Regions from separate parts of the Mus musculus genome. Here regions 1, 2, 3, 5, 6 and 7 are each linked to region 4. A link is a contact called in public HiCAR-type, HiChIP or PLAC-seq and promoter capture Hi-C data. All regions are on one chromosome and are shown on one strand. The core of a region is the stretch at or near the end of the contact, and the rest is flanking DNA. Distances in the headings are between cores, read along the strand shown.

Region 1 (2,700 bases), core at 119-2,618, 1.4 Mb before region 4:
ATACAATACAGTGATTTTTAAAGCTGAGGTATTTTGAGGAACAAGGTTTTAAGTTAAGTGTGCTGGTCTTCACGTCAGCACTAGGAATGCTCAAACAGGAGAACAGCAGGTTCTAGGTTAGTCTGAGCTACAAAGTTAGTCTGTCCTTCATAGCACCCACAGAAGGAAGTGAAAAGAAAGTACCATTTCTATTTAAAAGCACTTCTGGTAAGCAGAGATAAATGCCAAAGGGTAGTTTTTATTTTTCCAGTACATATATGGTTAGCTCTAGTATATAGGATAATCTCAGAAGATCACCTTTGGTGTTACTTGCATTTGATATTAGTGGTAAATAGGCATGGATAAACCATTCATAAGCATCATTGCATTCCTACACGTTATAGAAGCCAGAGACTAGGATAGACATACAGGTATTTGCTGAGTACTGTCCAAATGAGACAAGCATATCTTGTAAATTAAGAAAGGGTTAGATCAAACTTCATGCTAGTAAAAGAAGCCTGTCACAGAGGACCAAACAGTGTATTATACTTTTTATAGCAAACGTCTTTAACAGATAAACCCTATAGTGATGGAGAGGAAATAAATGGGTGGTTGTAAGGAGCTGGGGAAAGATGCCATGTGGAATAAATGCTAATGGTATAAACCTTATTTTAGGTTGGATGTAAATGTTTTGAGAATAGAAAGTGATGATGGCTACACAACTTTTGGGCATAGTAAAAGCCACTGAATTGAACCCACTAACAGAATGAGAATTCTATGGGTTGTTTATTCTATCTTAATAAAATTGTTACAAAAACCAAAACTAGAAGCCACCAAGACGAAAGGCAAGGGGGTTGGGGTGATGCCACTTCTAACCAGAGAAAGCATGTAGCAAGCTCGCCTTCGGGGCCCCGGCAGCTCCAGATGGGGGCAAGATCTTAGGAGTGCAAGTTTCTGGTAGCACCAGGGCTCCCCCATTCTCTGAGGGATTTGGATACACTGTACTCTTTCTGAACTTAGTTTCTTCGCGCGTTCTAAGACTCTCTTTTGCTCGGACCAGCAGGGGCCAAAGCTCCAAACTTGCAACACTGCACCTACCTGGTCCTTCAGAGCTACAGTAAAAAACATTACCTGTAGGGACCAATGGCCGCCGGGGCTTTTGTGGTGCTGATCACCTTTCTGATTATGGACGACATGCTAATCCTTCCCTCTTGAAGACCCTCCAGAAGAAGAAACGATGGTAAGTAACTACACCCACTCTTGTCCACTGACCAGACAGCCCTAGGCAAAAGAGTTTTAGTTCAGGGACAGCCCCGTGCGAATTCGCACGGCCCGATGGGAATTGTAGTTTACAAGCGACTCCGGGACACGTGGAGGAAGAAGCCGTGCTGCGCACGCGCCCTCAGCCCGCTCGCTCACCCTCTGTGGTGGGAGCTTCTAGGGATCTCAGAACCTTGTCATTCTTACCGGCGAAGCCCTCGGAACTTTTGGCAGGTTGGTGGTGAGGCACTAATGCTTAGCCGGGGCCGCCAGCTCGCGGGGGCCTCGCGTGGGGGCTTGCCCACAGTGGCGGCTTCGGCTTGCGGCGCTTTTCACTTGGGGAGGTCCATGCTGCCCGGGCGGGCCCTCTTGCAGTCCAGAGCCTCAGGCTCCTGTGCTCGTTTTTATGCTTATCGTTGCCCTGCCAGGCGGAATCCCCTCTGGGAATGCGCTTGTATCCCTTTCTGGGTACCGTAAAGGACAGGGATGGGTCATTCCGGGGAACCAAGCAGAGGTGTGGGTTGTCTGCCTTTCGCCATCCCGTGCTTCCTTTCTATGCATGATCGCCTCAAGATTTGAGCAGACCGGGGTCTGCTTTCCGGAGGCGAGTCATCTTCTCCTAGCTCACGACTTCAGCTTTCTCACTAACGAACCTGGGTAGATAAGAAGATGTACTAATTAGTAACTGATAATATATCATAAGGAAGTATATTTAAAACAATTCTTTAGTGTAGCTGGTATAATTTTGCCTTTTGAGAAAGATAAAAACTAATTTTTACTCTCTAAATAGATGTGTGTATGTTTATTTTTTCATAAATACGAGTTTTGGTAGAGTATTTGATACTGCAAGACATAAAGCATCTAAAGTGGTTTTGTTTGTTTGTTTGTTTGTTTTGTTTTTGTTTGTTTGTTTTTTGAGAGGGTTTCTCTGGATAGCCCTGGCTGTCCTGGAAATCACTTTGTAGACCAGGCTGGCCTCGAACTCAGAAATCTACCTGCCTCTGCCTCCCGAGTGCTGGGATTAAAAGCGTGGGCCCCCACGCCCGGCTTTTTTTTTTTTTTTTTAGAGCTGATTTGTTGTTTGATTTTTATAATAGTCAGTGATGAGATGCTATTTTGCCTAAATATGTAGTACAGTCGGAACTATAATTAGGGCCAGTTGTTGGAAAAGTCTATCTCAATCCCAAATCCAAATTAATGATTTAAAAAATATAAAATTTAACCCAGCAACTCAATTTCAAACTAGTTTTTTAAATCAAACAATGCAGCCCAGCACAATCCAAAGACGTGCGGCATGAGAACAATTTAAAGAGAAATTTAGGCCTGTTTTTATATCATTGTTTCCTTTTTTTTCTTTTTCTTTATTTAATGTACGAGTGCTCTGCTGCATATATATCTGCCTGCCTGAAGAGGATATCAGATCCCCCTATAGATGTTTTGTGAGCCACCACGTGGTTGCTG
Region 2 (2,700 bases), core at 51-2,550, 1.9 Mb before region 4:
TGCTAGACTGTCAAAGGGACTAGTATGCTAACCTACAATTTCTGTAATTCTCTAATTCATAAATCCACAGGTGATGATCTAAAACGATCAGTAGAACTTCTTAGAAAAACTATGACCAACCCAAATAGGTGGGGTTATAAATCTTATTCCAAAAATATGAATGGAATTTGTTAATTTTAGAGGTCATGCAGATCTCATTTTAAGGTTCTGGCCTTTATAACTTAGCCCTTAATTATAAGTCTGCAAAAAAGCTTAGCAAGAGTAGCTTATTACGTATAAAACTCTATTCCACCCATTAATCACAAGACTCATTACAATACTGATGGGTCAAAATACATGAATAGGTTTTTAGTTTGTATTTACTTCAGCTGCTTACATGCTAATTAACATTTAATTATAGACACTGTTTCCTTACCGCAAAGTCAAAATACAAATAGTAGGGTAGTCCTCAAGCATTTTTAAAATTAAGAAGGGAAGAAGCGCCTCAGCTCTTTATTTTTGGTGCTAGGAATCGACGCCAGAGCCTTGCATATGTTCAGTAAGCATGTTCTATTGCTGAGCGACATTCCCCAACCCACCTAGTTTCCTTCTAATGCTACATTTGACTGTTGGACAACACAAGCATTCAAAAATTGCAATTCTTTTGGGGTTGTATAAAAGCTTAAAATAATATGCTTCTCTTGCATATAAATACAGTCTAAGGGCTTCCTCTCAATATTTCCTATTAAGGCTACAAATCAGTAGAAAAATAATAGTGCCTCCCACGGGTTTGCCGACTTTTTAAATCTGGAGCCTGACAACAGACAGCAGGAGTGAACGACAGAACAGACGCAAACGTTGGCAAACGTTAATATGCTAGTCCGCCCCGAAGAAATACTCGGATGTGAATTACACGTGCTCGCTGCCTCAGAGTCCACCGAGCTCCCTCTGGAAGCATCCAACTGGCCCCTGACCTAGGGAGAAAAAGCCGGTCCACTGCACCACCACTGCAGGAAAGAGAGCGGAAAGCCTGCTCATACTCCGATGGGTTTGGCCGCCTTGCTCGTGCGCAGGCCTCACACCTGAATCCCTCTCAGCATCCAGAAAGCCCGAGCCTGAAGGAGTTCCACCGTCAGATTTCTAGCTCCCGCTTCGCAAGCTCCGAGTCGCCCCAAGCCTCCAAACCCACACAGCTCAAGGAGACCCCACTCCAAGACTAGAGTCCGCCCGGCCCCGCCCATCGCCCCATGTGACGCATGCCCCGCCCACAGCCTCCACGTGACCCGACCGGCCTCCGCGCGCAGCGTGGATCGCGGCCGGAGCCGCCATTGTTCCGCCGGGGGAGGACAGCGGGTCCTGGCGCTGGCGCCCCGACGCCGCTTAGCGGCCGCCTCTGGAGACACTCTGTCCCCGCCGCCCCGTGTCCTCCTGGTGGCGGCGGCGTGAGGCCGGCTGCGGAGACTGGGAACCTTTGGCTCTCCCCGTGGCGGCGGCGGCCCTCTATCCCCTACTCCGGCGTGAGGGTTGGCCGCGATGCGCTCGGCCTGAGGTGTCGCGGCCCTGTCGCCTCCCACGACTGTTCCAGCGGCGGCTCCGCTCCCCGGCGTCATCCCGCGAGTCTCTCTGACGGGAGGGAAGATGGCTGCACGAAGCTGGCAGGACGAGCTGGCCCAGCAGGCCGAGGAGGGCTCTGCCCGGCTGCGGGAGTTGCTCTCGGTCGGCCTAGGTTTTCTGCGCACGGAGTTGGGCCTCGACCTGGGGCTAGAGCCGAAGCGGTACCCGGGCTGGGTGATCCTGGTGGGCACCGGCGCTCTCGGGCTGCTCCTGCTCTTCCTTCTAGGTTACGGCTGGGCCGCGGCTTGCGCCGGCGCCCGCAAGAAGCGAAGGAGCCCGCCCCGCAAACGGGAGGAGGCGGCCCCGCCGACTCCGGCCCCCGACGACCTAGCCCAGCTGAAGAATCTCAGAAGCGAGGAGCAAAAGAAGAAGAACCGGAAGAAGCTTCCTGAAAAGCCCAAAGTGAGTAGTGGCGAGGAGCCCGGTGGTCAAGGGAAGCGAGAGCTCAGGTCGAGGTGGTAGGTGAACACGTTCCTTGAGAAGGGGGAAGTCGGAAAGTGTAAGAACCAGTAGGAAAGTCGCGTTTTCCTGAATGGAAATTAACTCCAGGGGTAGGTATAAATAAAAGTGACCAAACTTACAGCCATCATATGAGAACCTTGGTTTCCCCAAAAGCAGATCCTTCCTAGAGGCCTGTGAAAGAAAGTAGGCTGCATGTGGAGGTTAATGGGACCTTACAGTGACGTTGGGAAGTTCTGAAAAGACTGCCCGGTAGAGAGAGATGTCTATCTCAAGCCACGTTGAGACCTGAGACCGTCACGGAAGATAGGGGTGACCTAAAAACTGGCTTAAAGAGGATTACAGGTGTTCAGATCAAGCCATACTCATCTTAGTTGGAAATGTTAAAGGGAAATGGTTACCCTGTCTTATCCTGGTGAGTGTGGCCATTGGGTTGCTGGTACAGGAACTGGGCAAAAGGGAGCTGGCGATCTAATACGCCTTCGGGATATATGGCCCCGAGAAAAACATAAGGCAAGTACAGCAAAGTAGTCTATAGTACAGTCAAAGGATGTGGAAGACTTTTTTGTTTTTTAATAAAGCATAAAGAGGTGACAGATTAAAATGCTGAAGAAGGTTGAGAGGAGATTTCAAGCCGCAGTTTGCTGG
Region 3 (2,700 bases), core at 3-2,502, 1.7 Mb before region 4:
CGAGCTTTTCCAATTCCTCCCACAACAGTTATCCTGCTTGTATCTTTGCTCAAGGACCTACACGTGGTATCTCTGGGAATAGAAGCCAAGTTTAAACTAGAGTGTGGTAGATGCACGTCTTTGTGAAACTAACCAATCTTGAACCATCTTTCATCTTATTTGACATGTACTTTAATTTAAATCGAACCCATTTTAAAACTTTTTTAAATTTTTGTTGTTTTTCAAGACAGGGCTTCTCTGTATAGCTCTAGTTGTCCTGGAACTTACTCTGTAGATCAGGCTAGCCTTGAACTCAGAAATCCACCTGCCTCTGCATCCCAAGTGCTGGGATTAAAGGCATGCGCCACCACTGACCGGCCAAATTGAACCCATTTTATTTCTTGTTCTAATCCTGAAATAAAACTTTCACATGGTCTCTTTTTTTCCCTTCCTTCCTTTCCTTCCTTCCTTTCTTCCTTCCTTCTTTCCTTTCCTGAAACAGGGTTTCTCTGTGCAGTTTTGGCTGTCCTGGAACTTGCTCTACAGACTAGGATGGCTGTCCTGGAACTTGCTCTATAGACTAGGATGGCTGTCCTGGAACTTGCTCTATAGACTAGACTGGCTGTCCTGGAACTTGCTCTATAGACGCTGGCCTGCCTCTGTCTCCTGACTGCTGAGATTTAAAGCGTGCACCACCACCAATGCCCGGCTTCACACGAACTTTTAATTTAAGTTATCAGAGCTTCTTAGCTAGCACTGTGGTCATCAAAGGCTAAACTTGGATCCTATCCAAAACAGCAGCTGGAGGGACATCCCCCGCCCCCAGACCCTAGTCCTCTGCCTGGGCTCTTTCAACGCTGTGTATTGTGACTTGCATAGATCTTTTGGCAGTAATTGTTTTTTTGTTTTTGTTTTACTAGAACTTCAGTCATTATTAAAAATGCCACGGAAGCACAGTGAGGATGCCCTTGACACACATTCTATTTTCTGGGAAAAGATTGCTACTAAAGTAATTGAGCTGGGAAGCTGAGATAAATTGCTCTCTGCGGGTTCCGCAGTGGTTCAAAGTACCGCAGTTGACTGGAATAATCATTCTAAGCAGTTTTCCTTCCTTCCGCCAGTTTGCAAGATAACTACAATCCTAGCACAGCATTCACCGGTTATTTGCAAGCTAGATGTGAGGCAAACACAGCTGGAATGAATCTGAATCCTAACCAAAGGTGCACCCCATTTCCGGAGGAAAATTCTGGAGACTCCCTCAGGGTCCAGCAAGGAAGCATTTATTTGGCGCAGCGCTCCCAGCGCCCGCAGCTGGCTGGAGCCGGTGGTGACATCACGAGCCCGGGCAGGCCACGTGACCCACGGCTTCTCCTCCCCCCTGCCTCCTAGCGTCGCCGCGGTCTTCGAGCCCAGTGTCCCGTCGCAGCGGCCACTCGGAGCTCTCGGTACAGTGCAGAGCCAAGGGTCGGGCGAGCGGTCCGAGGGTCGGGGCGGCCAAGGAGAGGGGCAGGAGCAGCGGACCCAAGACGAAGCGAGCGACGCTCTCACAAACTTCCACGAGCGCCGGAGCTATGAAGATGGTCGCTCCCTGGACTCGGTTCTACTCCCACAGCTGCTGTTTGTGCTGCCATGTCCGCACCGGCACCATCCTGCTGGGCGTCTGGTACCTGGTGAGCGCGCCCTGGCGTCGAGGGAGCCCCCGGGGTCCCCACGCGCGCCGCTCACCCCGCGCCACTAAGTCGCTTCTAGGTCGGCGTCGGTCTGGGGGCCGCCCGCGATCATCCGCCTAAAGTTGTATTATTAGAAAGTTAATTCTCGGGGAGAGCCGGGCTGCAGTGGCGGGGGCATGTGGGGCCGGGCGGGGGGGGGTGGGGCACCGGGCCCTGCGAGGTGCGGGCCGGGCATGTTCACCCCCGGGACGCACCACGGCTACACAGCGTTCGCCCTCGCGAGTTCGCGTCCGAGCAGAAACGGTTGGGAAATTCTTGTTCCTCTCGAGAGGATTTTCCTGCGTACGCCTGTTTAAAGCTCTTACACAGGGAAGGTACCCAAGTGTGCCTGTGTTCCAGTTGGCTTGGAGAAGCCATCTTAACAACCACTCAGGTTCCTGCCCGAGGACAGGTGATCCCTCTGAATAGGCACGGCGGGCAAATTTAGTTTTCTTTAAAAATGGCCTTCAGGTTGGCGCTCACATTTGTGTCAAGAACAAACATGTGATTCTCTGGGGCAGCGAGTTAGCTTGATGGATTCTTGCCCTGTGGCGCTGGCTGCCCTTGGTTGGTGGTTGGCAGCCTTGGACTGAGTCGGATTCCTCAATATTTTGGATTTTGTGACATCATTTTAGAGAGATCCGAGCTACTTGCTGCAGAACAACGAAATGTAGTTGAAAGTGGTAGTTAAGTGGCATATAAAACTTTTTAGTTAGAACATATTCTTAGCTCCCTTTGATAGTTTAAAAAGATATTCAGTATTGAATTGTAAACTGCCTTGTGCCATTTTAAACAATGCATTCCCCTTCCACGTGATGTTACAGTTCTATTTATAGTCTCAAGTTTTCTTTAGTTGGGTCCATTATGGCCGCATAATAGAATTTTTTAGTCTTAAAAGCTTTCCAACAGACCTTTGGTATATGTGGGTTCTGGCTGTTCAGTGTGAATGCAAATTGAACATTAATGTATTGGCTCAGCCCTGACTTTTCTTAAAGCCAAGGAATTTACAGGA
Region 4 (2,700 bases), core at 86-2,585:
CAGACTTAGAGTAAATTATAACATCAGATTTCTTGGTTGTCAGCTTTACCTTGATACCTGGGAAGAGGGAACCTGTAATGACTGTGGCGCATTTTCATTTGAAGATAGGGTTTCTGTTACGTTGAAGCCTTTGGAAGGTAAATGAGGGAAATATCTTGAAGATAGAGTTTCTTTTTTAAACAGCTCTTAACTAGGTTTAAAAAATAATGTTTTAAACGAACAGCTTGTGACCTAAAGCACATACCTTATAGGCAGCGGCAACTCCCAGGGCCACAATGAATGCGCCAGCAATATGAACCCGCAGACGCTTGGCCAGAAGACCACGCATCTGTGGTTTGGGCAACAGCGCACCGGAACTCATGGTAGCCAATGTCCTTTGCGAGTAAAACAAGGAGGGGAAAAAAAAAAGGCTTGTAACAGGTTAAGTGATTGAATGAACTCTACATGCACAACGTAGTTTAGTATCTACAATCGCGGCCTAACCCCTCCTGCAAGGTCAATGACTTTGGCAACTTCATCTTTGCCCGCTCCTCTCCTACGCATTTCCACTACCCGCAACAAGGCGGTAACCAGCAACAAACCGATGAGCAAAAACCATGACAAAAGTGTCCCCCATCCACAGAAAGGCAGATGCGACCTAGCTGTTGCCTTTTCAGAATTCACCCTTAGGAAGAAAAGCCTTCGGGGAGAACTCAGGTCACTGAAGCTGTGGGACTAGAGCCCAGCAAGCGCCCCGAGGGCCGGTGGAGCAGGCGCGACAGATCGGGGACCCTCCAGCTTCCCAATTCTACTCCCACACCAGGCCGACCACCGGGGCCCCTCGGTGCCTGAGTCCCCTCCAAGGTCGCACCCCTTATCCAACTGGAGCACCAGCCCCCGCAGGTCAAACGACCCAATCAAGGTCAACCTGGCCGCGGCAAAATACAAGGGGAAACGGGCCCGGCCGGCCACCAGCGAGACCCTGAGGCTCCGCAGAGCTCCTCCGGAGCCCTAAGAGCGCACGCGGGGAGATGGCGGGGCCGCCCGAGTTCAGGCCGGTCAGGCCCGCAGCCTCCTGAGGACGCGGCGGGGGCAACGCGCCCACGAGGAAGGCAGGCCCGAGGCTCCACTGGGCTGTGACGTGCAAGACATCCTAGTTCGCCGCCCCCACGAGAAGCCGAGAAACCCGCAGTTGTCAAACCCCAGAATCTCCTCTCTCTCTCCACCATTCTCACCTCTACACCAACGTCCTTCCCGGTTCTCGGAGAAACGGAGAGCCTTCCAGCAGCACGCATGCGCAAGAGTCGATGGAGGACCCGGCGACGGTGGCCTAAGGAGTCCAAAAGTATTCAAGCGCGCATCCAGCCGGTCACAGCTGAAATTTATGCCAGTTACACTATGTCTTTTTTTTTTTTTTTTTTCCCTAAACAGGACCTTGAAAACGAGTCCTGACTACCTACAAAGGTTTCTTCAGTAAATTACAAATATTAATCTTGTCCGGTGTTGTGAACTTATTAAGGAATTCGTATATATTTCACATGTGGGGAAAAAATAATATACTCTATAAAGGCACTACATCATCTGAGAGCTTTTTTTTTCTAAATGCCCAACCTTGAGAAAAGGCATATCTTGGGGGACATGACATTTGTGTCAAAGGATTGCCCAAACCACATGAATAAGCATTTTCATTACAACTACCTCGGCACAATAAACGCTTGGTTTTTGGCAAAGAGCGAGAAAGGCCAATTTCAGAGTTTAACATGTAATTTTAGAACCGATGCTGTGGAACAAACTAGAGATGTGATCCCACTCCACTGCCAGACTCAATGATCTGCTTAACAAATCGTAATGGGTATTTGTGTCGGGTTCTTAATAAAAAATAACGTGTGAACGGGAACAACAGGGATGTTTTTGGAAAGCCGACTAAAGATGACTTTTCGTGCCTTGGGACGTTTATCTTACTTCAGTGACATCAACTAGATTCACAGGTGTTACTTAAGTCAGCTGAGTAAGCCTACTTTATATATATGCAGGGTTTGAGAGGGCTTAGGAACCCTGCTTGAGCAGTGACACATGCACCATCACACTATATGGAGAATAACTGAAGGTGTGAAACCACTGAACTGAACCCATGGTTACAAAGAAAGGTTCACGGGATCAGAGTACCAGGGCTACGGTTAATCCCACCCGGTGAGAATAGTGAAAACGGCTACTGTAAGTTTTGAACCAAATTTAAAACAAGCTTTATTAAGCATTGGCCAGTTCAGTGGACACTGTCAGGTGCATACCTAGGAATCCCAAAATACATCGCCACATTACAACTCAGTCAGAGGCTTATAAAGGCAACCCCCAAAGGGTCAGTACTTCCCACCTTCGTCCAATCAGGGGCACGCTTAGATCCCAATGTATTTCCTTATGAACCTCCAGCCTACCTCCACCTGTGTGTGATCAAGCTTATCCTGTAAAGTTGGGGCAAGTGAGGTTGTTTACAGAAGAGAAAACACCATAGTTCACTATCTTACATAAGTAACAGCCCCCAGCACTCCAGAGATTATCTGCCCTTGGGCAAGTGAGGCTTACAGGTTAGAGGCATGTTTGATTGATAGATCTCTTAAGCCCAGTAATTTAAACTTAGAATACAACTTTAGCCTTCAAGCAGATTTTATATGACAGTGAACAGTCTGAGCGTTCTTTGAACTGATACAATGTAGGGGAATTTTA
Region 5 (2,700 bases), core at 186-2,685, 1.0 Mb before region 4:
TAATTCCAGTGCTGGGTGAGGGACACAGCATACTGACAGGCTGATCCCTTGAGCTAGTCTAGTCACATTAGTGAGTCCAGGTTCAGGGAGAGACCCTGCATTAAAAAGAAAGTATGATGGAGGGAAAACATCCAGGAGGGTATAAAATGAGACCAAGGGAACATTACTGTCTTAGGGTCCTATGATCGAGGTATCAACTTCCAAAGGTAACCATCCAAGACTCTAGTCTACGGAGAGGACTATAGTGTCTGTGCACTGAGCCATCCTGTTTGTCATTACTTGTAATAAGCACTCAGCAAACCTCATGCTTGGACCATTATGGTAAACGAATGGGCTGCAAGGACTTTTACAGTGTTTCAATGGAAAAGGTGTGAGTGGGGTAGGGCTTAAACATTCTGGTTTCACTTGGTAGAGCACAAAGCACGAGGGAGTCTGCCTCTAGTATTACCTTTAAAATGAGTACCTCCCCAAATGTCCCCAGAGTCTGTCAGTGCCAGGGCAGTACCAAGCTGACATACCTGGGAGGCCAGGCTCCAGCCAGACACCTGCTTTCTGAGTGGCTTCACAACTACTGTGACAACACAAGCGAGCCCCAGCTGGGGCTCTTCAGAGTGCATCGAATCTCACTTTGCATCTACACACTGCCCTGCCAGGAGACTGTGGTCGTGAGTGGAAACTTGGGGATCAGAATGTGAGCTCTGGTTTGAATAATACACATTAATATGAAGTAGTTTTACTAGTAAATCTTTACATTTTATTTTACAGGATGAAATTTCAGCTTACTCTTTAAAAAGTCCATTTTAATAAGGATTAAGGGGAAATGCATCTGTAATTAGGAAGCAAATGAGAGCCATGCTGTTGGGTTATCTCTGCTGGAATAATAATAACGCAGCTATGCAATACAGAAGTCAACGTGCTCCTGAGGAACTTTCCATGTACAAGTGGCTGGAATATTTTGTTGTTTAAGGAATCGTCTACGCACTGTTTTGTATTCTCAGATAACACTATGTGATCCCCAGTCCCGAGTGATACAGCAGACCAAGCCCTACGTGCCTAACACCTGGAATGAACAGAAGCAGTGAGCAAGAATAGTGTAAAAAAGATGTTCCTTGCCTTTTTTATTTCAGAAGAGGTACAAAACCAAAATAGACAAAATTAAATTTGCTAAGAAACTATTGTTAAACAGAATCATATTCCTTAAAGCCGGTTCACACACACTGCCCTCTCTGGCTATCAGTGTTCTCTTTCAGTTCCACTGGCCCATTTTCTATTAGGGACATTCACACGAGAAAACTTTATCAGCTCCTTCTCTTTTGCCAGAGTGTGTCATGTGTGAGAGGCCCCGAGGCCCACCATCATCAAGCACAGTCTCTGTATCCTCAGCACCTCACTGAAGCCCAGCTGCAGTGCTGACAGGCATGGCTCTGGCTATTGCTTTCTTCCTGCAGATGTGTTAACTGCCTCATTTCATCATCCTCACTACAAAGCCTGCTGCCAGACTGTCCTCTTTCTCACAGTCCACAATGGCTGTCATGTCAGCAGCTGCACCAGGCTATGCTGCTCAAAAAAGGAAGCACTCTTAAATATGAAGGCATCTGTGGGTTTTGTTAACTACCTTCCAATTTTTCAGTCACCCCAAACTGTTTTTCACTGATCTTTTTGCATTCTAAATTATAACAATACCAAACAGGGCACGTGACTCTGCCAGGATGATGGCAGTGGATTTTTCTCTTTCCCTGGGAAATCTCTGCTCTGATCATTCAAATGAGACACTGTTTAGTGGCTCCTAAAGGAGTGGGCTTCTTAGCTAGCTTAGAGCAGAGTGAATAACCTGCTACTATTTTTCGAAAGGCTTTTAAGTCTCATTAAGAAAGTTACTACTGGAAGCCAGTAGAAAGAAGTAAAATTAAACACTCCAACATTACCTGAATTGTATGGAGTGAGTTCTGAGTGAGCAATCCTCAACAGGGTGGAGGTGAGGTCAAACACAGGAGGTGCACACATTTGTGAAGGATGGATACCTCCAGCTGATCGCTGGCTCTTGAGTAGTTAGGAAGACGGGTCCCTTTCAGATTAATGGTTTGTGGAACCGAAGAACATGAAGCCACTGTGCTCCACAGACATGAGCAATTGTTTACTGAAGCCCCCCTCACAACGACAAGGTTTCACTCGGCCTCCATGAGAACATTATGTCTTTGGCTAGCCAGCACCCTCTGCTGCCCATAGTTGGTGCTGCACATCTTCCACCTTTAAGAGAGAAGACCTGCTTTTCTATTTTTAAATTTCACCTTTTTTTTTTTTTTAATTTAGCATTATGTGTTTTGAAACTCTTGTCTAGACCAGAAAGGAATCACCAATAGCATTGATGGGCTGTGTGTAAGGCAGTAAACTATGTATGGATAAGTTTGGCAACTAGGGACTAATAAGCTGTTTCAAGGCTTCAGTGAGAAAGTATCCCTCAGAACGTGTTGGACACTCCCTGGGGAGCCGAGTGAGTGAAAAGACCTGGACGGCATTCGGCTATTTAATGTTTTCAGGCTAGCTCTACAGGAGATATTCTTTTATATGGATTCATGTTACTATGGATATGTCTATACAATGCAGTAGTTACATGAATCAACTGCTTGCCTCCAGCAGACACTGTAATCTTACCTAAGGCAACAGTTTTGTGAAACAGTAAAATACTATAACTTTTGAAAG
Region 6 (2,758 bases), core at 91-2,590, 1.2 Mb before region 4:
AAGATAGTAGCAATCTCCTTACTGTCTTTTTGTGTCTTGTTGTAGAATATTAACAATATTTGTGAAGTTTTTCATAGGTTTCTGTTTATTAGCAGAAGAAGATCAAATGTGTTTTACCCAAGGAATTTCTTTCATTCATTTTTCTTTTCTCCTCTCTCTCTCTCTCTCCTTATATTCTTTACATTCTTGTGACAAAGTTTGTGAGCCTGTTGGGAAGTTTCACTGATTTTTTTTTAAATCAGTATAGACTGATAGATAATTGAACTTTATTTTGAAGCTTTTTATTTAAGAAACTCAGATAATTTAATGTTTCCTTGAGTGATCTCAAATTTGTATCACCAGCAAGCAGCATGTCTGTCCTGTGTACCCTTTTGGTAAGGCCAGAAAGGTTTTGGGATAAAACCAGAACTTTGGGCTGTGGATGGACTGACCAGGCAGCTCCTGGGACCAGCTCACTGAGGCCTGCTTGTTGCTACAGCAGCAGATACTAGACTATGTGGATGAAGATAAGTCTGGGTCAAGGAAACTCTTCAGACACTAAAAGTAGAAGGAAATTTCTGGAAGGGGTTAGATTTTTTTTAAAAAACGAAAACAAAAAGGAAAAGGAAAAGCATGGTTTGACCAGGACATCCCTACCCAGTAATAGGGTTAGACAGCTAGACATAATGAGGAAGACGTGGATAACCTGGTGGTCCTGAGGGAACAGAGGAGAGGGCCTGTAACCCTAGGCTGGTGAGGCCAGCTGTCAACATCTATCACAGTGATCTGAGAAGGGTAGGTTTTACTGCAGTGAGCAGGAAGTATGAACCATATAGCCACCATATCAATTAAAAGTGGCAGAAACTTAAGCTTGCTGCACCACAGAAGTGTGGTGATCTCAATGGCCTTGATAGGCGCTGGGGTCCCAGGGAAGCATCTGTTTTTGACTGCCAGACCCAGAAGCTCCAAGAGATTTTCCTGTGGAGGAGGAATGTGGGGGACTGATACCTACCTTGGCAAGAAAAAGGGTAGTCAACCTACAGCATCCTGCCTGTCGACAGTTAGGGTAGGGTCCTGGTGACAGGCAAAGTCCAGGGCAGTTCTTCACCCAGTGACCAGTGTTTATGCCTGAAGCATGTCTTATATGGAGTCTGCTTGTGCCCCATTTTCTCTGGAGGTGGCCTGAGGCCTGCTGCCAGGAACTGGCACTTCTGTCTATCACAGGAAGCCTTACCGTTCTTTCCTGTTCCTCCTTTCCGTTAAACACCTTTAACACTACTTCCAGCTGTGCTCTCTGAGGGTTTTGAGGGTCATCATGTATGTTTTAAGTTCTCTTCTAATAACAGGATCCTGAGAGAGGAAGTGAAAGTTGAGGACAAGCATGCCCTCTTGAGAATTAGACTCTAGCATGGTGTGCTGAAGGAGAGTCAGGCAGTGAACTCAGCAGGATTCTTATCTGGCCTCTGGGTAACCTCTTTCAGTTTGCCAAAATTTACCACCCTATGGGAGGCTTAATGTATCCTTGAGTCTGAAAAGGGAAAGAGATTTGAGAAGGAAGGGCGAGAGGAGTTTTGAAGGGTCTAATTTTGAATGAGGGGCGGGAGATTTAAGAAAGGGCAGCAGTAAAGAATTCCCTGGGCCCAGCAAGGGGAGGCAGGAGACTTAGGAACTATTCTTTTTTTCTAAGTCCAGGTAGTGGGGGCTGTGAAAAGAATCCCACCAGAATGAGGGTACCAACTGCATGTCTAAGTGTGAGGAAAGAGAGGCTGTGGAACTCTATTCCTATCATGAGGATAAATGGAGACACGGAGAGAGCACCATGGTAAGGGGTAGGGAAGGGCAGTAAGACGGAGTCTCAGTTCAAGGGTATCCTTGGGGGACCAAGCTTTGTCAGAGAGATACCCAGCATCACAGCGGACAGGCATCCTGTCCATGTAACTGGGGTGCCTAAAAGGGCTTGGGAGGCAGCCTGGCATACCAGTATGGATTCTGTTGAGCCAGAGGGAGGAAAATGGAAGAAGGGAGGAAGGGAGGAAGGGGGTGGGAGATAGGGAGGAGGTGGAGAGGGAGAGGGAGAGAGAGGGCAGGCACTCAGTAGGTAGGGAGAAAAGAGTAGTAATAAAATGTAAAGAGAAGTAACCAAAGAGACACACTCTATATTTGAATATGGTGGGTAGAAAAGGCCAGCAAAGGCAAATGATCCATGCCCAGGAGAGCCAAGTCAGCAGTTTAGTTTGGTTATAGTAAAGATTTTAGGGGTTCAAGTGTCTTTCCCAGGTTTGGGTACCAAATGTAAATGAGGATCAATGAAACAGCTGAACTAGATCACCTCGTGGGTAGAAAAGACAGTCCATTGGAAGAGAGACTACCGCACTAGCTCAGAGAGGAAGAGCAAGAGCCTAGTGGGAGAACAAGTGCTGTATGTGGCCGTCAGCAGGGTGGGGGACCTGAGCTGGTGCAGGATGTTCAGGTTGATTGGGAACCACATGCAGTTTGTCTCTATCTACTGACTGTTGGGGCCAGAGAAGGGAAGTCGTGACTTTCCTGACAAATAGAAATACACATGATGAGGTTTCGGAGGAGTGCTGAATTTGGGTTTCTGTTTATCTGGTATCTGGCCTGGATCAGGCCTGGACTACCGTCTTAGGACATTGTCTTCAAAACTGCCATTTTGGGGAGCCTGCCACTCCATTCTTAAGAACTAGAGAACTCTGTCAAACCTCTGATTGTGTGTGTGCATGCATGTGCACATGTGTGTTTACAGAACACTGCCCCCTCC
Region 7 (2,743 bases), core at 146-2,645, 1.1 Mb after region 4:
TGGTTGTGAGTCACCATGTGGTTGCTGGGAATGGAACTCAGGACCTCTGGAAGAGAAGACAGTGCTCGTAACCGCTGAGCCATCTCTCCAGTCCTGAAAACACTCTTAATGTCCCCCTGTCTTAGTATCAGATCTTTACTAGATCATTCTGATTGTCTAAAACATCTTAACTCTTCCATAAAGCATGGCTTATGTATGTGAATTACTTGGTGAACAGATCTTAAGGGTTTTATGCTTAAGTTACAGAACCTCACATCAGTAATTCCAGAACTTTCCTTGCCATCTAGAAATTAAAGCAGCTACTTTGATAACCTTTTCATGAAGCGTGCTGTAAAAACAATGCCATCAGATAAGCAAAAACTATTTTTTAACTTTTGCGTTTAGGGCTTCTCCTAAAACACAACAGAACACCTAAGATTTAACCCATTTTCTTTACCACCACCAACGGTTACAAAAAGGCAAACGCTTCAATAAACACAAAATGTAACACTAGGCAAAGGAGATCTGTTCTAACAGGCTAGCTGAGCGGGGCAGGCCCCTAACTTCTGACAGCACAGATTTCCTTTCTGAAAGCAGAAGTGCAAACGATCCAACCACCTGCTTTCGGACAGTTCAACTTACAATTTGCTCTTGACCAGCTCATCGAGTTTTTGACAAAATCTTACGTATAAATCGCTCCCTGATTAAGTGGGACAAACTGAAAGGCAATAAATCGTTTGCAAACAGTTACCAGCTGATTTTTAATAAAAGTTTTAGCTTTCCCAGGAGGCTGCAAATGAGCTACGAACCAGGAAGAGTTCTTGGAATACCAGGACTCTTGAGAAGGAGGCCCTAAGGGGCCGCTTAAAGAGAAACAACTTACTCTGAGGCCGGGGAGCCAGGAAATGGGCTCACACTCTGCAACCAGCCAGAGCAAGGGGCCCAGGTCGGCTCCGCGGCACGATCCCAGCTCTCAACAGCCATTCGTGGGCAGACTCAACCCCACGGTTGCAGCCCGGCCCGCCCGAGGCCTCGGCGGCCCTCAGCCCCGCGCCCGCTCCGCCGGGAGTCCGACGCCCGCCCCGGCCTCCCGCCGCCGCGTGCCTCCCGCCCCGGCTCCCGCGTCCTGCGGCGCCGCTTACCCGGGCCGGGCCGGTCTGGCGTCCGAGAGACCGCGCAGCGCGAGAAGAGCTGGGCAGGACGAGTAGGGAAGGAAGGGTCGAGCCCCGCACCGCTTGGGGCCTCCGCCACCCGCAGAGGAAGGACCGAGCAGAGCCGGGAGCACAACAGCCCGCGCCTCGCACACCCGCCGCAGCGCGCGCCCGCCGCGCCTGAGCCCGAGGCAGGCCCGTCGCTCGTGCCCGCGCACGCCGCGCCGCACTCCCAGTCGCCTCAGCGCCGCCTGCTTGCCCGCGCGGTCCCGCCCCTCACCTTCCTGCGGCGGCTTTGCCCCGCCCCTCTAGCATGCCCGCGTCCTTCCGGTCTGCAGGCCAATGGCAGCTCTCCCCTGTTACATAAGCGCGCGGGGGCGGGGCCTAAGACGGGAACTGCGGGGCCCTCGCCCGCCCCTCTGCTTCCCGCCCGCTCTCTCGGTGTCGTCTCAGCGTGTCCCCCTGCCCTTGCGGTGTGTGACCTCCGGTCTACGGGCGGCTGTCGGCCGAGTGGCTCAGCAGTCACTCTTTCGTGTTTCACTCACCCGGCCTGGCCTTTGCCCCGCCGCCCTCGTTTTTCCCTGGCCAGCCGGGAGCCCTGTAAGGCGCTAGCCGGAGCGGCGGGGGAGTCGCGTCCGGGGCCCCGCGTGGCCGCCGCTCGGCCATGACCCCCTGCCAGACTCGCTGCCATTGTTCCCTCACTGGTTCCGTGCTCAGGGTATTTTGACTTACTAGGGACTTTCACATAGATGGAGACTTGAGCCTGAAAAATCGGCTAAATCCTAACGTGCTCGCTTGGCCTGTGCAGGCTGGCTATTGGATTGCTAATACTTGGGGAAAGAATAAAAGGTCGTTCCCCGCCTCCACTTGATTTAGACCACGTTGTGAACTTCAGATACCTTATTAAGAGCGATTGCAATTCTAACATCTAGTGGTGGTTAGAAATGGCGTTGTAAATCTCTGCATTTGTTGCCCTGTACCTGCAACAAGCTGCTCCCCATTAGATCTAATTAGGTTATAGGTATACTGCTTTTGTGGCCTTAAAACCACTATGTGGTTCAGTCTGTCCTAGAACTGAACCCTTTCACCTCCACAGGAGCTACATGACCATGTGTCGCCATGCCCAGTCAGAATCTCAAACTTGCCTGCCAGTAGCCAGAGAATTCGTTGACTATGAGCATAGTCTACTTTACTTGTACTATGATAACCTTGTCACAGTATTGTTAAAAATAGCCAGAAAGGTGCAACGCAGCTGGGCCATGATTGAAGTGGGCTCATCTTTGATTCATTTCACTTTATGCTCACAAGCCTTTATTAAAATGTAGTTACGTGTTTAAGTTTTGTTACTGTTGCTGATGGTAATCTGTAATCTCCTTTTTATTACTGTATAGCCAGTGACCAACAAAGTGCTGAAAAAACAATATTGAACAGAATGTGTCTAAAGAGACAGGTTTGGAACAGACATGTCAAGAAGCTATAACATAGTTATTAATGGTGGCCACATTTACTGTTGTGTTAATCTGCCTTTTGGGTTGAGAGTCTTGGAGGATCTAGACTTGGGAAATACAAAGAGCTGTTTGTCTAGTCATGAATGACAATGGACACTGCAACTA

Evidence for each region. Promoter capture Hi-C pulls out the DNA fragments that hold promoters and counts their contacts. HiCAR-type assays count read pairs that join an accessible place to other places. HiChIP or PLAC-seq counts read pairs in DNA pulled down with a chosen protein or histone mark.
Region 1: a contact with region 4 is called in a HiCAR-type map of astrocytes, with 6 times the contacts expected there. The contact joins the promoter of Pop1 here to the promoter of Cox6c in region 4. A contact is called at or near these places in 14 of 39 promoter capture datasets (the 3T3-L1 cell line, 3T3-L1-derived adipocytes, the HPC-7 cell line and 9 more), 2 of 484 Hi-C or Micro-C datasets (CD4 T cells and cortical neurons), 6 of 115 datasets of contacts at active chromatin or transcription factors (astrocytes, embryonic forebrain, forebrain and 3 more) and 2 of 9 other capture datasets (adipose tissue and liver).
Region 2: a promoter capture Hi-C map of liver shows a contact between it and region 4, with 4 times the contacts expected there. The contact joins the promoter of Mtdh here to the promoter of Cox6c in region 4. A contact is called at or near these places in 4 of 39 promoter capture datasets (the 3T3-L1 cell line, hippocampal neurons, liver and 1 more) and 2 of 115 datasets of contacts at active chromatin or transcription factors (astrocytes and embryonic forebrain).
Region 3: a promoter capture Hi-C map of pre-B cells shows a contact between it and region 4, with 3 times the contacts expected there. The contact joins the promoter of Laptm4b here to the promoter of Cox6c in region 4. A contact is called at or near these places in 2 of 39 promoter capture datasets (hippocampal neurons and pre-B cells) and 1 of 115 datasets of contacts at active chromatin or transcription factors (astrocytes).
Region 5: an H3K27ac HiChIP or PLAC-seq map of T-cell acute lymphoblastic leukemia shows a contact between it and region 4, with 15 times the contacts expected there. The contact joins the enhancer-like site here to the promoter of Cox6c in region 4. A contact is called at or near these places in 6 of 39 promoter capture datasets (the C10 cell line, embryonic stem cells, hippocampal neurons and 3 more), 1 of 484 Hi-C or Micro-C datasets (cerebral cortex) and 3 of 115 datasets of contacts at active chromatin or transcription factors (T-cell acute lymphoblastic leukemia, astrocytes and embryonic forebrain).
Region 6: a promoter capture Hi-C map of pre-B cells shows a contact between it and region 4, with 3 times the contacts expected there. The contact joins the enhancer-like site here to the promoter of Cox6c in region 4. A contact is called at or near these places in 4 of 39 promoter capture datasets (the 3T3-L1 cell line, 3T3-L1-derived adipocytes, embryonic stem cells and 1 more).
Region 7: a promoter capture Hi-C map of erythroid cells shows a contact between it and region 4, with 13 times the contacts expected there. The contact joins the promoter of Zfp706 here to the promoter of Cox6c in region 4. A contact is called at or near these places in 2 of 39 promoter capture datasets (erythroid cells and liver), 1 of 484 Hi-C or Micro-C datasets (CD4 T cells) and 1 of 9 other capture datasets (adipose tissue).

What each region holds. Positions count from the first base shown.
Region 1 is chr15:34,493,943-34,496,642 of GRCm38.p6, forward strand. It overlaps Pop1 (processing of precursor 1, ribonuclease P/MRP family, (S. cerevisiae)), which reads left to right and starts at 1,369. Exons shown (of 16, transcript NM_026340.3): 1 at 1,369-1,473. It overlaps Rida (reactive intermediate imine deaminase A homolog), which reads right to left and starts at 1,304. Exons shown (of 6, transcript NM_008287.3): 1 at 1,111-1,304. The coding sequence starts at 1,175.
Region 2 is chr15:34,081,419-34,084,118 of GRCm38.p6, forward strand. It overlaps Mtdh (metadherin), which reads left to right and starts at 1,301. Exons shown (of 12, transcript NM_026002.5): 1 at 1,301-1,995. The coding sequence starts at 1,618. Gm41291 reads right to left here and starts at 1,808. Exons shown (of 1, transcript XM_011245387.3): 1 at 324-1,808. The coding sequence starts at 1,589. The coding sequence ends at 1,056.
Region 3 is chr15:34,236,774-34,239,473 of GRCm38.p6, forward strand. It overlaps Laptm4b (lysosomal-associated protein transmembrane 4B), which reads left to right and starts at 1,253. Exons shown (of 7, transcript NM_033521.3): 1 at 1,253-1,649. The coding sequence starts at 1,551.
Region 4 is chr15:35,936,911-35,939,610 of GRCm38.p6, forward strand. Cox6c (cytochrome c oxidase subunit 6C) reads right to left here and starts at 1,336. Exons shown (of 4, transcript NM_053071.2): 1 at 1,215-1,336; 2 at 245-374. The coding sequence starts at 361.
Region 5 is chr15:34,889,391-34,892,090 of GRCm38.p6, forward strand. The region is part of intron 10 of Stk3 (serine/threonine kinase 3); the gene reads right to left. Among named protein-coding and RNA genes, the nearest start is that of Gm52204, 20 kb to the right of the region's middle. Within about 2 kb of position 1,436, at least 42 of the 459 cell types and tissues checked have an H3K27ac peak or open chromatin away from gene starts, as enhancers often do. A contact at or near this core is called in T-cell acute lymphoblastic leukemia and pre-B cells, where this site is marked.
Region 6 is chr15:34,774,606-34,777,363 of GRCm38.p6, forward strand. All of the region lies in intron 2 of Gm32970 (a long non-coding RNA gene), which reads right to left. Among named protein-coding and RNA genes, the nearest start is that of Kcns2, 61 kb to the right of the region's middle. Within about 2 kb of position 1,341, at least 22 of the 459 cell types and tissues checked have an H3K27ac peak or open chromatin away from gene starts, as enhancers often do. A contact at or near this core is called in pre-B cells, where this site is marked.
Region 7 is chr15:37,006,007-37,008,749 of GRCm38.p6, forward strand. Zfp706 (zinc finger protein 706) reads right to left here and starts at 1,396. Exons shown (of 4, transcript NM_026521.4): 1 at 1,122-1,396. It overlaps LOC115488529, which reads left to right. Exons shown (of 2, transcript XM_030248876.1): 2 at 850-2,467. The coding sequence ends at 1,798.